3 separate regions of the Rattus norvegicus genome follow, and all the other regions are linked to region 2. A link is a contact called in public Hi-C and HiChIP or PLAC-seq data. All regions are on one chromosome and are shown on one strand. Each heading gives the region's core, a stretch centred on a gene start, on an enhancer-like site or on the middle of the called end of the contact. The rest is flanking DNA. Distances are from core to core; before and after follow the strand shown. Region 1 has its middle 190 kb from the start of Dmrta1. Region 2 holds the start of Cdkn2b (cyclin-dependent kinase inhibitor 2B). Region 3 holds the start of Mtap (methylthioadenosine phosphorylase).

What was found. Hi-C and Micro-C count contacts between places; a contact is called where the count stands out from the background. HiChIP or PLAC-seq counts read pairs in DNA pulled down with a chosen protein or histone mark.
Region 1: a contact with region 2 is called in a Hi-C map of the A7r5 cell line, with 6 times the contacts expected there. The contact joins the enhancer-like site here to the promoter of Cdkn2b in region 2. A contact is called at or near these places in 6 of 12 Hi-C or Micro-C datasets (the A7r5 cell line, Schwann cells, frontal cortex and 3 more) and 1 of 1 datasets of contacts at active chromatin or transcription factors (oligodendrocytes).
Region 3: a contact with region 2 is called in an H3K27ac HiChIP or PLAC-seq map of oligodendrocytes, with 7 times the contacts expected there. The contact joins the promoter of Mtap here to the promoter of Cdkn2b in region 2. A contact is called at or near these places in 6 of 12 Hi-C or Micro-C datasets (the A7r5 cell line, Schwann cells, hepatocytes and 3 more) and 1 of 1 datasets of contacts at active chromatin or transcription factors (oligodendrocytes).

Annotation. Positions count from the first base shown.
Region 1 is chr5:109,337,909-109,340,672 of GRCr8, reverse strand. No RefSeq gene overlaps it. Among named protein-coding and RNA genes, the nearest start is that of Dmrta1, 190 kb to the left of the region's middle. Within about 2 kb of position 1,427, at least 13 of the 93 cell types and tissues checked have an H3K27ac peak or open chromatin away from gene starts, as enhancers often do. A contact at or near this core is called in the A7r5 cell line, where this site is marked.
Region 2 is chr5:109,133,538-109,136,237 of GRCr8, reverse strand. Cdkn2b (cyclin-dependent kinase inhibitor 2B) reads left to right here and starts at 1,383. Exons shown (of 2, transcript NM_130812.4): 1 at 1,383-1,699. The coding sequence starts at 1,568. It overlaps LOC102552523 (a long non-coding RNA gene), which reads right to left and starts at 422. Exons shown (of 9, transcript XR_010051861.1): 1 at 190-422.
Region 3 is chr5:108,988,827-108,991,555 of GRCr8, reverse strand. Mtap (methylthioadenosine phosphorylase) reads right to left here and starts at 1,286. Exons shown (of 8, transcript NM_001394049.1): 1 at 1,095-1,286. The coding sequence starts at 1,127.

The sequences.
Region 1 (2,764 bases), core at 178-2,677, 200 kb before region 2:
CTATGGACTTAGTGGGGACGGATCAGTGTGTCATTCACAGAGTTCTGTTGGAGGTGGGGAATACTTCCGTCCTAAAGGTCCCACAGGGAAGGCCCTCCAGGGGAAATCAGCAGAGCATGAGTTTTCCACAGTTTAGTGTCTGCTGTATATTGGCCAGGTTATCTCCAGGGCTCAGGTCGGCTCCCCAGTTAATCAGAGTCACCTCTATTGACAGATGTGGGAAATTGGCTAGAAGGAAGCACTTCACTGTCACCGAGTTTGAAGACAGTAAGACACTACCCCCAAAAGATTTAAACTCAAAGGGAGTAAAGAGGTCAAAGATTCCCTGGAAGTCTTGCACTCAGGTTTCAAGGGCACCAACTGGACTGGATAGCCATGGGTCAGGAACCCAAGTCTGAAGGACTGCTTGATTGGGAATAGGCATGGACCTTTTATGACAGGGGAGTCTGAGCCAATCAAAAGCTAATATACAGTGACAATACACACCTATCTATATGCATGAATACACATGCAAAAACGCTTTAGAGATAATTTAATGAGTCCCTGTCTTCATCTGTGTTTTCACTGAAGACCCAGCCTGGCTCCGGATGTAATGGTTACCCAGATGGTCACAGAACAAAACCAAAAGTCAGAAATCTGTGAAAGTGGCATTTAAAGAGGTGATGGGGGGAGAGGAGCTAGAGTAAATAGAATGCATTGTATAGATTATGAAATTGTCAAAGAACCAACTTACGTAAAAGATACATTCTGTACATACATAAGATTCTCAAAGATTATGGTGTAAAAATGCAGAGTGCCTCAGCCAAACTCGATAACAGTGAAGTGCTCCATTAACGTGTGTTCTCCATTAGTGGAATGAACAACTATTGTCTGCATATTCATTTTAGAGACATTCATTACTAACACCTGGCAATCCCAGAAAACAAGAGTAGCAATGTGTAGCCTAGTGAATCATTATAAAGCAGGGGCGGGGAAAGACTTTTTCCATAACCATAGAGTTCTTCTTATGTCTGACTCTCTCTCAATATGACTCTCAGCTCATCAGTTGAGTTGACCCAATTGTGGCCAGTCTGCAGCCCTTAGAGGTTTCCTTGGGTGACATAATGTGCTCCCTACAAGCAGTTAGGCCGAGAGAATTCTGTCTAAAGGCAGAGTAAAAGGCAGAAGTGAGAATATAGCTGACTTTACCACTAAGCTGTTTTATCTTGAAGCTTCTGCCAAATTCGAGTAGCTTTGTGAAGGGGGGGGGGGGGGGGAGAAGTTGCCTCAGGAGTTGGTAACATCACTGATTTTTATTCCGTTTGACGAGCACAACCAACAAACAGCCACTAGGTGTCGTCAAAGTCAAACTAATCCTCACTTCTGCACTTACGAAGCAAGTTGGTCTAGACAGCGGACTCAGGAGCTCCCCGGGGATAGATTAAAACCGCGTATATTCTGAACTGCTCTCTCAATGAATAGAGCTTCCCGCGAACAGCATCTGAAACTTCGGTTCTCAGATTTTAGTACCGAAAAAAGGCAGAGGGTGGAGACCCTTCTACGATGAACCGGAACCAGAGAGGCCTGCCTCGTAGCAATTTCAAATGTGCGGAGAATATGGTCTGGTTTTAGCAGCTTTTGTTTACTTTATGGCATTTACAAACAAGAAGGCGTTGTTCCGCTAAGTCTGTCCATTCATTTACACGTGAAGGCAGTAAGACATCACTAAGTCTGAAGGCAGAGCCGCCTGACTCCACCTCAATTCCCCTCCATCCGGACACTCCTCTGTTTGTCTTTTCCAGCCCCCTCCCCTCCCGTCCCCCCCCCCCATCCCTATCTCTCCCTCCTCTATTTCTTCTTTTCAGTTTTCTCCTAACTGATATCTAAATCTACCACCTTTACACACACTCAATGGAAATAATATTTCTTGACTTTGGAAAGTCAATGAAAGAGGAAACTAAAAGGAAGAGAAGCTAGAGAGATGGCTCAGCTTTTGAGTGCTTACTGCTCTGTTAGAGGATCCGGGTCCTGCTCCCAGCACCCACGTGGCAGCTCATCGCTACCTGTAACTCTAGTTCCAGAGGAACAAAGTACCTCTTCTGTCCTCCATGGGCTCTAGTACATATACACACACTCAGGCACATGTACATAAAATAAATAAATACTTAAAAATGAATAGGAGGAGGAGGAAAGGGCTGGGGGTGGGAAAGCAAGCAGGTCACTGCCCAAACCTACCCAAAAGTTATAGAAGGTAAGGTCACAGGGTGGGAACCAGTGGTGGGAGCTGCAGAAGGCATTTCCCTTCATCTTTCCTGCCTCAGACTCCGGATTCTTTATCATGTTTCAGGAATTTCTAATCTTACCACAGTCAGATGACTCACACTGGCTGACTGGCTGTCTAGGCTTCTACCAAACACCTGTAAAGATAAACCTTGGTGAAAACAGCAGTCACTGCAGGGTGGCCTTTGCAAATGGCTAGGGGAATTTTCAGGGTTGAGTTCAATTTTCCTCCCCTAAAGGCTCACAGACCTTGATCTTACTTTCAGACATATTTGTGTCTGACAGCCAGAGGCTAATTACACACCAGGAATAACCTCCCATGGACTGAGACCTGCTTCTGCTTGGGGAGAGAGACACAGGAGTACAACACAACCTAATTTGGGATGACAGAAGGTTCTGGTTTGCAAGCTACTCAGACCAACCCTCTTCCTCACTCACTCACCGCCCCAAGTTGCCTCTTAGGAAGTTGTCTCTCCCTCAGATCAATTGAGAGATTCTTTCTAAC
Region 2 (2,700 bases), core at 134-2,633:
AAACTCGTTTTACCCAGAAGGAGACTTCTAGTCTTCTGCTGCGGACTAAGAGTGGAGTAGTCATCAGCAAATAGTTCTAAATGGGGAATCTGACTCAGGTGTACCAGGAGATGCGTTCTGAAGTCTTTGATTTTTGTAAATAAAACACCTGTCTTCCTTTAAGACCCCCCCTTCATAAGCACTCTGAACCTGTTTTGTAAGAACTGCCCAGCCTTCTCACACAGCCATCTCCCCAGAGTTGTTGGGCAACAGACGTGTGGCTCTCTTCCCATTTCACTGTTGCATCAACTGTTACATTTAAAAATGGGAAAGCAATATGTTCACTCAGTCTCCCCTGGGAAGATTAGGGAGAAATGCAACACTTGATCTTTACATCTTCAGAGGAGGGTTTAATGACAGGTTCACCCTGTTTAATGACAGGTCCAGCACCACACCCAAGTTTTATTGTTTCATTATTCCTGCATAAATACCTTTATTACACATGATAGCTAAAAATCAAATACTTGCTGAGGTGGGTTTCAATCGGTAAGAGGGCAAACTAAGATATACAGTACACACGTGGAACTGGACCACCTTAGAGGCTTTGGAAGGAGGCCTGGTGAGTTATATACTGATTGTCTTTGAACTTCTGGAGTTCAGGGACCCTTCTGTCTCAGCCTCCAAGTAGGTGAGTACAGGCACACGTCCAGGGATCTTAAATTCTTATGATCCACGTGTGTGTGTGTGTGTGTGTGTGTGTGTGTGTGTGTGTGTGTGATCTTACCTTTCTCTAAAACGTTATTTTTTTTATTTATTTTTTACCTTCAGAATTACAACCACAGCTCACGGGCAAACAATTTAAAGAGAGGCAAAACGGGATCCTTGGGATTCCCCCCCCCCCTCCCCCTGCTGACTAAATAGGAAGACATTGTCAAAAGAAAACTGCTCGGTCTGATGCTAGAAGTGAAACTCGTTAAATTCAAATACCGCCTTGAGATGAACGAGCCTTGCGCATGACAGGTGTTGTCACTTTCAAGCGATTTCACAAAGTGGACATTTTCCACCCTAAAGGCTTTCTTTCAGCTAGTCGATTGCAAAAGAGCGATTAATGTCTCCAGAGCGAAACCTGCAGGCCTGGGCTAAATAAAGACCTCTGTTATGCCTGCTGAGTGCAGAGGCACAACTTTTTCAAAAATAGCCAACCGGCCAGGGTAAGTTCCAGACTAGAAAGCTTAATGTTCTGCGCAGGCGTTTAAGACCTTCCGACTCCGATACCGCACCCCTCCCCCCCACCGCCCCTTGCCTCGTGACGTCACCAAATGTGGGCGGGGTCAGACTAGCAGGCGTGGTCTGAGGGGGCGGGACCGGCGGCGGTGCTGAACGCAGCTGCACAGTGCCCGCGGGCTCCCCACCCGGCACAAGTCAGCTGTGCCTGAGGTGCGGTTCCCAGGCGCTAGGGCTCGAGCGTTTCCCCGGACGCTCACCACAGCTGCTGGGTCCCCAGAGAGGAGGAGCGGCTCAGAGACGAGGCTGTAACAATCTCAAGGCCGGCGGAGGACCATTTCTGCCACGGACCGGGGACAAGGGCATGTTGGGCGGCGGCAGTGACGCGGGCCTGGCCACCGCCGCGGCGCGGGGACAGGTGGAGACGGTGCGGCAGCTCCTGGAAGCCGGCGCAGATCCCAACGCCGTCAACCGCTTCGGGAGGCGCCCGATCCAGGTAGCGGGGTCCCCAGGCCTTGCCGGCAGAGGGCGCACGAGCGCGCTGCCCTCCGCGGCTGCGAGTTGTACCCGGGCACCTGGGCTGCCCGCTGGTGCTGGATGTGTGCGGGCCCGACGGGAGGCAGGTTTTGCCTTTTGCAAGGGCAAAAATCCTGAAAAACAAAAACGATCGAAATATCCCTCTTCACTAGATTGGCTTTTTTCTCGTTTTGCGATGCTGGGTCTGGAACCCAGGGTCCCCGGTTCATGCCGGGCAAGTGCGCTGCCTGTGAGCAACGTCCCCAGCCTTGGAATCTTTGCAATAATGGAAAAATACCAAATTTATTCTGCTATCTTACAGTCATAGAAATAAGTCCGATACTCGGGGAGCAAAGTGGGAAAGGGAGGGTCTGATAGGGAGAGGACGACATGGATGACAATAAAGATGAGATTACCAGTTATATGGCCTAGATTCAGGGAATTCCTCAAAACTGTAGTGCGTGGGATGAGAGACTTCACTCTAATCTTGTGAACAACAGTATGAATCCTTTTTATTTTCTTTTTTCCTCGTAAACTTAATCGCATTCATAGGACTAAAGATTTCCCAAACCCAACACTTAATTCCTTGTATGCGGGCAGTAACAGTGTGTAGTTTTTCACTGTTTAATGCGAACAGGCAAAGTCCAAAAGAACTGTTGGGTTCTTTCGGATCCACAAAGGGATTCCCTAAACATATTGGTGGTTGAGATACATTTGTTCAGTGTTTACTAATCCTGCTGTAGTTAATATTGGCTTTGTTTCTTGAGGATCTAACACAGTGCTTTTGTGCTGTCCTGTTGATTAATATAGTCGCCAGTTTCACTTACCTCACTGTCCTTCTCTGGGACTATGAAAATCAGGGCTCTTGTTAATAGTGTAGGTTTTTAGGAAAAAAAGGACCATTCCTCTTCCGTTTTTATGAAAAAGAGGTGTTTAGCAAAAGAATATATTTTTTAAGAGTAACAAAAATAATTGTAAAGT
Region 3 (2,729 bases), core at 37-2,536, 140 kb after region 2:
AACATCCTTCTCGAAATCGGAAAAAAAAAAAAAAGTTGGCCAGTATGTCTTAGTGCAGCCACCTCACCCCCTGCTCTCATCCTGGTTGGTTCCTGAAGCCCTGCAAGGCCCCAGGATACAAAGCCCAGGCAGGCTGCAGGCTAAATGCAGAGATGGGCCTCTTGCAAGGGAATCAAACAGCACTGCAGGGAATCAAAAAGGATGCCTGAAGAAAATTGTACTTCCTGCATCACGGGTTAGAAATTCCCAAAGTGAATCAAATTAACTGCGTTCTTGGCTAATAATAAACAGGCTAGAAAGGACTTAGCCACTAGTTTTTCCTCTGCTCTGTTATTCCACTCTCTACCCATCAATCAGGATGTGTTTAAAAGACCCAGGGGAGGGAGGCTCACTCCAACTCTCTGAACTCATGTTCTCCTCTGGCCAGCTGTTCCCAGCACACAAGAGTCCCTTGTGTCTAGATCTCTGGGGACCTGAGGCCTAAGAAAATAGCTCTAACTTTCAAGGTTGCAAAGCAGTTTAAAGACTGAGGCCTCCAGGCTGGGAGCGGTCCGCACTCCGTTTCAGTACTGGAAAAAGTCTCAGAACTCCCACAGCTCTGCGCTGCGGAGGTAAAACAAAGCAAAAGGAAATCTAAGTTTGGTGGGGGAAAAAAGCAAAAGCGAAGCGTGCAAAAGAGCAAGTGCTTGCTCTCCCACGTGGGCCGAGTCAAGAGCGGAAGCTCAAGTCCCGTAAGGCTAGAGGAACCGGCAGAGCAGTTGCACGAGCTGGGACACACATCAGCTCCCGCCTGGAGCATCTCCAGGGGGGAGTGGTACTGAAAGAGGGTGGCAGCGGGGCGCAGTGTCCCCCTTCATCACCCCACTCCCCATCGGAGCCCCAGTTACCACCGCCCGGGCCCGGAATGCAGATGAGTTCAAAGGCTGGGGACATCGGGGTGCATTGGCGGTGGGTGCCGCGCCCCTGCACCTCCCGGCTGAACCTTGGGTGGGGGGCTCTCAGGCTGGGGACACAGCCCGGAGGCGCGGCCCCTGCGGAGGGACGAGAGGGAGCCAAGCAGAACTAGCCCAATAGCAGCTTGTAGGGTGTCTCACCTTCACTGCCGTGCAGGCGGAGCCCGAGGCCATGTCTGCACCGGGGAAGTCCACGGCGGGCCGCAGCGCTGGACCAAGGGGAGACTGCGGGGCTGGCACGGCGCGAGAGTGAGCGGTGCAGGGGCCCGTGGGCTCTGGCTCCTCCTCTTCCTCCCAGGGAGCGCGGGATTGGCTGCCCTCCTGGCACCCTCCTCCTCAAATCAGGTTCCCGCCTCCCGCCCCTTTTGCAGACTTTTCGGCTTCTGCTGGTCTGTGCGGTCTGAGGGCGCGTCAGTGGTCAAAGTAGAAGTTGTTTGGCACTTTGTCTTTTAACTGTTTCACAAGAACTTCGTGAGGTCGCGCAATACTGCCAGCTCTGCAGTGAATTTCCTGCCTCGGTGGCCAGGGCTGTGAAATCAGGCTCTGCCGCATTCCAGGGCTTTGGGGAGGGCGGAGGGATACTGAAGAGTGCTAGCTTGAGATTCCCGCCCCCAGAGCTCTGATTTACAAACTGGTTTATTTAGTAACAGTTTGGCGGGAAGCTATTAAGGGGGCAGGATCTTCCCCAACACCAGGCGAGGGGCATTTTTAAAATCCTTTACACAATGGCTAGTGGTGCAGATTTGTAATCCCAATCACTCATGAATCCTGAGCAGCAGTATGGCAAGGTCAAAGTCTTTACTTGGCTACAGAGTGAGTTCACGACCATCTTGAGCAATATTGAGAGTCTATCTCAAAAATAAAAAGAGGGCTTGCTATTTAGGTCAGCACTAGAGTGTTTATCTGGCATCCAAGGAGGTCCTAGCTTCAATCCTCACTCCAATAAAACAAGCAAAAATTATAACAACTTTCTATGCCGGGGCAGCATACAGTACGGCAGGATTCAGATTCAGGACCTGTGTCTCCATGATGCGATACCAGCAGGACCCACTCTGACCCCAGTGATGTTTCCCCTGGATACTCGCTCTGAGAGGCCCTATCCCTTTTCTACTCACACTATCTCTTCTCTACTTGGATGATCATTGTAGCCTTTGATGGTACAAGCTGTCCCAAACAAAATGCTGACCAGCAGCTATCTTATTTTTTTCTTAATTTATTTCATTATTTATCTGTATGTGCACATAAATGATTGCAGGTGTGTGTGTGTGTGTGTGTGTGTGTCCAGAATTCAGCCTGCAGCTGGAGCAACAGGCAACTGTGAACTTCTTGATATGGGTAGGTACTAGAAACCGAATTTACCTCTACAAGTGCTCTTAACCCCTGAGCCATCTCTCTAACCCTGGGTGACAGCTATCTTAAGGGTGGTCTCTGAAATATAGAAAAGCTATACATTATTCTGTGGTTGGGAAGAAATCAAGGAAGGAAATTCTGCTATCTTTTTTTTTCAACAGTGTTAATTGAAAGTTCCCAAAGAAAAAGTATCTACATAACGTTCCATAAGGCCGATTGACTGGTCAGGGTTTCAGTGACTATGGAGAGTTGGAAAGTTGCAGGCCCAGAGCCAAGTTATCTTGCCTTGTCTTGATACCTACCTTTCTGTGCCCTAACGTCCTTGTGCCTATGGGGTCAATCTTTTTGGAGTGTACAAAGCTAGCTCTCACCAATCAATCCCAAAGCCAAGAGTATCAGCCAGCATCTGCCGCCGACTTCCATGCT